Regions from separate parts of the Callithrix jacchus genome. Here region 2 is linked to region 1. The links are chromatin contacts, called in public Hi-C maps. All regions are on one chromosome and are shown on one strand. Each heading gives the region's core, a stretch centred on a gene start, on an enhancer-like site or on the middle of the called end of the contact. The rest is flanking DNA. Distances are from core to core; before and after follow the strand shown. Region 1 overlaps HK2 (hexokinase 2). Region 2 has its middle 50 kb from the start of SEMA4F.

Region 1 (4,466 bases), core at 704-3,203:
CCCACTGTCCATGAACTCAAAGCTTCCCTGTTGAAGCAAGATGTGCACATGTGAAACTTCACACTTTATGGGTTGTGGCACAACTAAGGGTTAATGTGTGCAGCACAGCCCAGGATTAAGATATGTGGAGAGGTGACAGCTCAGGCGAACTGGCTTGGGCTGTCCCTGCAGGCTGTTGGGCCTTGACCTATGGAGAAGAATGAATGAGACTTCAGCAGACAAATGAAATGCCTAGGGAGTATGGAACATTCTGGAACAGCCTGTATTTTAGGTAAAGATGTGTAGGGTAGTAATCTTTAAAATTCTTCTCTAGCCAGAAAATCCTTTTTAAAATTAACATCTTACATAGCCCAATATTTATTTCCAAGAGAAAAGGTTGATCTGATTAAATATGTGGCACAGGCCTAGAAACTCATCTGCTCACATTGTCCACCCCTGCAAGCCGTTGGTGGGCTCCAGGGAAAATGGTGTGAAAACCACCTGGGGCAGGGGGTGATGGGCAACATTATAAGGGCAGGTTGGGATAGAGGAATCGGCACTGGCCTCTGAACTCTAAATGATGGGTCTCAGGAGTCTGAGAGTGAAACACGCTTCTTAGCAGGCAGCTAACAAGATAAAGGCATGTTTTAAGGGTGAAAGATAAGCAGTGCGGTAAGGTGATTTAAATTTTCAACACTAGGTGGCACTGTTTTCCTTGTAAATTGGTCTTTCTGGCTAGAACTGAGCCAGAGGAAACCAATCTCTGGCGAATCTTTTTGGCAAAAGACCCATTTCTGGATGTTTGAGAAAGAATCTGCGTCTTGGAGAGAGGGGGCGCCCAGGCCTGCTGACAGTAACTAGGATGAGCCCCAATGACGAGGAGGCCCAGGACTGAGGTGTGGAAGGGATTCCAGGGTTACCATTCCGAGAGAAACTCAGGCCTCCAGGAAGCAGCCTGCTCAGGACCCATGGCCAAGTACAGCAGAGAGCTGGCGAAACTGCACAGATCACAGAGCATATTTTAAACGTTAGTGCACCGAGACAGGCAGAGCTTCCGGAGAAGGAAACGAGCCTGGATGCGAGCCTGTCTTCAACAGTAAGGAACTCCGTGTCTGCCCCAGTGTCTTCTCCCACACAGCTGGTTCTATGGGAGCTAGGGGGAGTGGGCTGAGGCCAGAGGGGCTCCCAAGTATGGGTGGTTTTTTTTTTTTAATGTAAGTTTTTGTTCTAGTTTTTAAAAACACTTTGTTCCAGTCAACATTTGGAAGATACTTAATAAGAGGGGCATTTTTTATTACTTAATAAAAAATGTCTATGGTGACTTTAGGGCTACCATGGATGACAATTTGGTATATTTCCTTTCAGCCTTTGTCTTGTCTAAGGATAAGCCGGGGGGGTGTTGTCATGGCCTGGCTGGCACATTTGTCTTTTGACACTTGAAAGGGCCTATAGTTCCTTGGAATGACTTGGGTGTGCTTCATTCATGAAGGCAGGCACTGAGTGACTTTTCAGGTCATAAACCTCTCATCACCCACTGCAGACAACCAGTGTGTTCCTCAGAAAGTTCAAGTATACGACTCATGTTTCAACATATGAAAGAAGCTTGTGACTTAGGTAAATAAACCATGCTTTGAGAAAGCAAGGACTCTCCTGGGAAGAAAGGTTGCCCACCACTGACTTGGTTTACAGAGTTCAATTTTCCTCTCCAAGGAGAGATCTGCACACAAAGCTTTTCTACAACAGTCTCAACAAGACTGGAGATGATCTGTATTGCTCAAAATATTTTGCAACTGCTTCAGACCTTGAAGCAATCCCTGTTTCAAGATCTTTCCCATGCACATTTGGCCAATGTTTGTGAGGGTACAAAAAGGTTTTGTAAGAGATAAAAGCAACTAAAAACGAAGGCAGGCCAGGCTGGAGAATACAATATTCAGGATCCAAAATGCTAGTAGCCTCTCCTCCAATCCATCCCAGGATATAGTTGGGCCAAGGTCCAAGGGAAGGAGGCCAAGGAAGCTCCTCAGCCAATGTCTCCAGAGGCCATGGGTCTGCCTACACTGCGGCAGGAGGCCTTGGGACCCCAGGGGCCAGCAGTGAGCAGCCAGCTGTCAGCCTGTCCTTTGGGGAGTGATGGAGTGGGAGCTATGAAAGGAGCTTTCAGAGACCCCAGTCTTGATCATCAACACTCTTTGGTGGATCACAGTTCCCATGGACAATTTAGAAATAGAAGGCGGAAAGAAGAGCAGGGCCACCCACTTACACTCAGACTAGAACCTTCCAAAATGACTCCTCTGAAGGACACACATTATTAGATATAATCTAGGATATCTGCTTGCTCTCTGTTTTAGATCTTTCCGCAATTACTAGTCACAGACATTCCTATGACCAGTGGCCACCTTGGCAACCTTTGGGGATATAACACTATAAAGAAACCACCCCCTGACCCTGACCAGCCCCAAACTAAGCTCCTGAGGCCCCCCTCCAAGTCCACCCACACAAGAAGGGCCTACTCACAGTTGCTTCCCAGGGTTCAGTGAGCCCATGTCAATCTCCTGGTCAAACTCAGTGCGAATGTCATTGAGCGAGCCATCATCCCCGAAGGCCCCCCACTCCATGTTGATACACATCCGCCCCTCGTCACCCTCCACCATGTCGATGTGGCGCATCTCTTCCATGTAGCAAGCGTTGCTGCCCGTGCCTGCCAAAACAAGTGACTACTATGCCATGCCTGCTCCATTCCCCCCACCCCTCTTCCCTCTTACACCACTGCAGGGTGGCTGGGATTTCTCACTGCAGACTCTGCGGGCATCCCAACACATGGTCCAATCTTCTGCTGCCCCCAACCCCATGAGTTCCAGCTCAGCTCTCCAAAATGACTGGACCATTATCTTCTAGTATGAACTATAAAGGAACACCCAGCCCATGGGCCCCTTCTCCCTTTCCAGCCCACACCCCCATCCTCTGGCCAGCACAGGCCCTCATGCCCAGTGTTCACTCACTCACCCACAATAAGACCAATCTCACAGTTGTGGTCATCATAACCACAAGTCATCATGGTCCCAACTGTGTCATTCACCACAGCCACAATGTCGATATCAAAGTCCTGTGGAGATAAAAGGGAGGGCTCTGACCTTCATCATCACAGAGGGTGACTTTCCTGACCCCAGCTGTACATCACTACTCCTTCTCATCCTCCTCCTCCTCGTCCTCCTCCTCCTCCTCCTCTCTCTCTCTCTCTTTCCCCCTTTCTCCCCATAACTGCTGTGATAAGACTTTCTTATTCTCTCTCTGTGCCATTCCACTCCATGCCAACATCATTCCAACTTTCTTACTTGGAAATGATATTCAAGTCTTCTTCAGGTTAAGAACTAAAGAGTCTTGTGCCAAGACAAAAATTATTTATTCATTGTGATAATTTAACCCCCCCTCCCCCACCCCGCCCCACAAAGCAGCTGATCACATACAAAATTACTGCGTACATGTGTCAGGGAAGAGAACCTCTCCCTAAGCCCCACAAAAGCAAATCATGATGAGTCAAGGACACTCAGAGAGACTTCAAGGTGGACCCAGAAGAGCCCACAGACCCCAGGCTCCCATCACCCCACTCACCCCTCTCCGCTGGATGGCCTTCCGGATCAGAGCCACAACGTCTCTGCCTTCCACTCCACTGGACTTGAAGCCCTTGGTCCATGAGACCAGGAAACTCTGAAAGACGACCAAGGAGTGAATACTGATTTCCCACTAAAACTAAAGTTCACACCACATCTCTCAAACCACTGTCATTAGCAGAGACCTCTGCCACTGCACTGAAGTCGTGATTGAATGTGTGTATTACTTCCTGGCTAGCCTAGGAAAAAGAAACTCAGGCCCCTCAAAGACCAGGAAGGGAGGTTAAATGAATGAGTCCTTCATGATAAACTCCAGGAAGTGGAAAGAGCAGGTTAGATCTGTCACTATAAGATGCAGTCATGTGCCACATAACAATGTTTCAGTAAATGACAGATTGCATATACTGTGGTGGTAACAAGGTTATAATAGAGCTGGAAAGTTCCGATTGCCTAGTTTAGATATGCAGATATCACTGTGTTACAACTGCCTATAGCATTCAGTACAATAACATGCTATACAGATTTGCGGCCTAGGATTAACAGGCTGTCCCATACAACCTAGGTGTGTAGCCGTCTATACCATCAAGGTTTGTGTAAGTGTACTCTGTGATGTTTATACATCAGGGAAATCACTTAATAAAGCATTTCTCAGAACATATCCCCATTGTTAAGCAATCCATGACTGTTCTTGTGTCCTTACATCATTAACTGTCCAAGCATCTTTCTTCTAAGGGTCTTTATCACAACATTTTAGATCAAGAAGTTCCTGCTTTCTCATTCCTTTTCCCTGGATGGGATAAGGACACTGTGCAATGTATGTGGGAAAGAGGGTGATAAAGAGCACTACCAACCCCCCAAATATTTCTTCACCATCCCCCA
Region 2 (4,466 bases), core at 640-3,139, 170 kb after region 1:
TATGATATGGTTTCAGGAACTCTCCCCTACACCCACATGCTGAGTGCCCTGCATGTGGGTGTAGGGGAGAGTTCCTGAAACCATATCATATGGAGAATGGCTGAAAACATAGGAGGTGTCTGATCCACAGAGGTGGCTCAGATGAGTTATGGTAGTAAACTGGGCCACAGTCTGGGTCAGCTGGGAAAGGCCCTGAAGATACTCTGCGTGTACCCCAACAGGTGAAATGAAGACCAATGATTGGAAAATTGGAAAACACAGATTTCAGCTGAACCTAAACAAGACCCTTTGGAGGTCAGAGTGGCTCAAAGGTAAACTTGGCTACCTTGTAAGTTACCTTGGTTACTGAGAGCATTCAAGCACCAGGCTTTAAACTCCCTCAATAAGGCAGGGCACAGTAGCTCACACCTGTAGTCCCAACACTTTGAGAGGCCAAGGCAGACTGCATGAGGCCAAGAGTTTGGGTCTAAGCTGGGCAACATGGTGAGACACCATCTCTACAAAAAGAAAAAAATAATAATTCCCTAAAACTTGAGGAGTGTGTGATTCTGTGAGAAAGCAAAATAGAGCTTATGCAGATTTGACAAAACACAGTGAAACTGGTACTACTGCGGCTTACTAATTGGGCATTGGTTTGCTTGTGGGGGCTGTGACCCTCTGAAGTGGAAATAACAACAGGGATCTTTTAGGATACCTGATAGAAGTGAAGAAATTGAGTAAGCCCTCAAGAGGGAAGGACTGATAGTCAAAGGAAAACTCACCATGGCATGACTTTCTTGGAGGTATTTGTACTTAGTTATATTTGTAAGGAACCCCTCAGTGGTTATGGATTCAGCATGACTCACATTGCAGTAGGACCTTTGTGCTAAGGTTCTGTTTCAACAAACCTAACCAGATATTCTTTCAGACAGGGCCCCCTGAATCTGGGTGGAGTAAAATGGCCTGACAACCAGGCTGGTAAGGGCTTCTGTGACTGAGTCTACAGGTATCTCTGACTTCTAGGTAGAGGACAGAAGACTAGAATTGCTGTCTGGAAAAGGATAGCTCCCACTTACAGCCAGCTCCATGCACAACTACTTGACCAGGTACCCCAACTCTGTGACAGCTCCATCCCAGCCCATCCCCATCCCTGGGCCATCCCATCCCATAATATGTATTATACTTATATTTTCTTACTTATGTGGCTCCTATAACCTCTGACTTCTTTCTCCCAGTTTAAACCTTTTTTTTTTGAGATGGAGTTTTGCTCTTGTTACCCAGGCTGGAGTGCAATGGCGCAATCTCGACTCACTGCAACCTCCACCTCCTGGGTTCAAGCAATTCTCCTGCCTCAGCCTCCCAAGTAGCTGGGACTACAGGCATGTGCCACCATGCCCAGCTAATTTTTTGTATTTTTAATAGAGACAGGGTTTCACCATGTTGACCAGGATGGTCTCAATCTCTTGACCTCATGATCCACCCACCTCGGCCTCCCAAAGTGCTGGGATTATAGGCATGAGCCACTGCGCCCAGCCCAAGCCTTCTTATTATGAACAGATTTCTCTGACTTGCATCCAGTTTTTTTGCGCCTGAATTTTCCAGCTCTGCCTAGTGCCTTCGGATTGATGGTTTGACTAGATTCTTTCCCATAGCATCACCCTTACACCTAGACCCTATGTTTTAGAGGGCTCTTCTTTGGGGAAATCTATGGGCCCTAAGGGATGTGCTTATCTGGAGTCCAAACCTCCTTTTGGACCATCTTCCAGGTACCTGGGACCCTGGAATTCCCAAACAGTCCTGATCCTGTTTCCAGGGCCTGGACAAGCATCTTCTCTGGGTCTGGAGAGTGGACCTTGCTTCCTGTGAGTAAACTCCCAGGCCTGAGGGGTGGCTGAGGCCAGTACACAGGGCTTTTTGAGATGCAGGTTGGAGCCAGGGCCAGGAAGAGAAGGGGGAAGACTAGGGGCTGGGATCAGCTGTTTTTACTCCTGCCCTGGCCTGCTAATCCTAGAGGTTCCAGGTACTAAGACAAATGAGGTCCAGTCCCTGGCCCGAAGTAACATCAAGAACACAAGCAAACCAGGGATCAAAGTTGAACTAAAGATTGTTTCTTTCTTCTGCCTAAAGCCTGGAGCCTGGAGCAGCCTTCAATGTGCTGCTCTCTACTCCCTTGGAATTTGAGGCAATCCCTCCTCAAAGTGTTCCCCTCTCAAAATGCTCTCCAGTTCATCAAGACCCCAATCTTACAACTGGGGCTCATCTCAGAAGAGGAAGGGAGCAGTAAGAAAGTTCTAGCTCACAGGGCATAGTGGCTCACACTTGTTATCCCAGCACTTTGGGAGGCTGAGGCAGGCAGATCACGAGGTCAAGAGATCGAGACCATCCTGGCCAACATGGTGAAACCCCATCTCTACTAAAAAATACAAAAATTAGCTGGGCGTGGTGGTGCGTGCCTGTAGTCCCAGCTACTTGAGAGGCTGAGGCAGGAGCATTGCTTGAACCCAGGAGGTGGAGGTTGCAGTGAGCTGAGCTCACGCCACTGCACTCCAGCCTGGTACCTGGCGACAGAGTAAGACTCTGTCTCAAAAAAAAAAAAAGAAAAGAAAAGAAAGTGCTGTCTCTTTCCTCTGTGCCTCAGCTTCTTCATCTGTCAAGTGGAAGTCATAACTACCCCCTCACATCCCACCAGATCACTTTAAGGATAAAATTAGAATTGATCACCCGATTGCCCAAATTTTGAGGCTTTTGTTTTTCTTGAGATGGAGTCTTGCTCTGTCGCCCAGGCTGGAGTGCAGTGGCAGGAGCTTGGCTCACTGCAACCTCTGCCCATTTGAGGCTATTCTAAGCAACAGCCTCTCAAAGAGAAGTGCAAGGAAGAGCTAATCTGAGGTGAAAGACACTGATACTCTGGACTGTACATTGAGCACTAGCCATGCCAGGTTCTTAAGTCGATGCTGGTCTTCCATGTTACCCAGCATGCCTCAGGACTAATGCCCCCACCCCAGTATGTACTCAAGAGATGAAACAGAATTTAATTTTGGTCCAAGCAGACTATAACCTGGGAAGACAGATCTCCAGCAAGGGCTAATTCTAGCTGTGAAGAGACAGGTACACTTCTATTTTGTTCATGGAAATGCAAAATGGTACAGGCCTTTGGGAAGGTATTTTGGTAATATCTATCAAAAGTACATGTGCAATTACTTTTTGACCTCGCAAATCCATTTCTGGGAATCCACAGATACACATTCTTATGAGATGACAAATGTACAAAGTTAGTTATGACAGCTCAGGTTGTAACAGCAAAAGATTAGAAATAACCCCAAGGTCCATAAATAGAGATTAGTTAAACATACTATGATTCAGCCTTACAACCCAATACCTTAAAACAGAACAAGGACACTTTCTATGCATTGATGTGGAAGGATCTCCTTGATATATTGTTTAAGTAAGAAATGGTGGAAATAAGAATGCATTTTAACATTTTTTTTTCTTTCTTTTCTAAAAACATTTTTTATTTCCATAGGTTTCTGGGGAACAGATGGTATTTGGTTACATGAGTAAGTTCTTTAGTGACAATTTGTGAGATTTTGGTGCACCCATCACGACCATCATACACTGAACCCAATTTGTAGTCCATTATCCCTCACCCCCTTCCCACATTTTTATATTTGATTATATTTTCACAAAGAAATGCTAGAAGGCTATAGAAGAAATTAATAAGAGAGGCAAGGCCGGGCACAGTGGCTCATCCCTGTAATCTCAGCACTTTGAGAGGCCGAGGCAGGTGCATCACCTGAGGTCAGGAATTCGAAACCAGCCTGGCCAACATGGTAAAACCCCCATTTCTACTAAAAACACACAAAAAATTAGCCGGGCATGATGACATGCACCTGTAGTCCCAGCTAATTGGAAGGCTGAGGCACGAGGATCCTTGAACCTGGGCGGCAGAGGTTGCAATGAGCTGAGATCGTGCCGCTGCACTCCAGCCTGGGCAAAAGAGCAAGACTCCATCTCAATTTAGAGAGAGAGAGAGAGAGAGATAGTAGAGAGGTTCTTCAATATACAAATTTTTATGTTGCTTTTATTTTTAAATCGTGAATATTTTAACTTTGCAAAAAGGAAATTAATATTTTTTTAAACCACTTCAGAATGCCTTCTAGAAGGGCAAGAAGTGCTGGACTAGGTGGCAGAGGTTCAGATTTGATCTTGGGTTGGCCCCTGGCTCCTCTGAATTTGCTCTGCTGTGAGACTAGGGTGGCCCTGAATGCTCTCAGTCCCTTCTAGCCCTACTCTTCTATAAATAAGATTTTTTCCTGGCTCATACCCTATGTTATATTATTGCTCCCTTCTGTGCCCTTTCGTTTGTACAGACAATATCAAGCTTACTGAGCATGTTTGGTGTCAACTCCGGGAGAATTCCCAGCATCTCACAATTCATATCTGGTTACTTCCTGCTCTTGGATTATATCTGTCAATTGTCCACGTCA

What was found. Hi-C and Micro-C count contacts between places; a contact is called where the count stands out from the background.
Region 2: a Hi-C map of skeletal muscle shows a contact between it and region 1, with 4 times the contacts expected there. The contact joins two enhancer-like sites. A contact is called at or near these places in 3 of 3 Hi-C or Micro-C datasets (induced pluripotent stem cells and skeletal muscle).

The regions. Positions count from the first base shown.
Region 1 is chr14:38,305,283-38,309,748 of calJac240_pri, forward strand. It overlaps HK2 (hexokinase 2), which reads right to left. Exons shown (of 18, transcript XM_002757585.6): 5 at 3,589-3,684; 6 at 2,983-3,082; 7 at 2,494-2,677. Among named protein-coding and RNA genes, the nearest start is that of HK2, 40 kb to the right of the region's middle. Within about 2 kb of position 1,954, at least 3 of the 16 cell types and tissues checked have an H3K27ac peak or open chromatin away from gene starts, as enhancers often do. A contact at or near this core is called in skeletal muscle, where this site is marked.
Region 2 is chr14:38,479,147-38,483,612 of calJac240_pri, forward strand. No RefSeq gene overlaps it. Among named protein-coding and RNA genes, the nearest start is that of SEMA4F, 50 kb to the right of the region's middle. Within about 2 kb of position 1,890, at least 1 of the 16 cell types and tissues checked has an H3K27ac peak or open chromatin away from gene starts, as enhancers often do. A contact at or near this core is called in skeletal muscle, where this site is marked.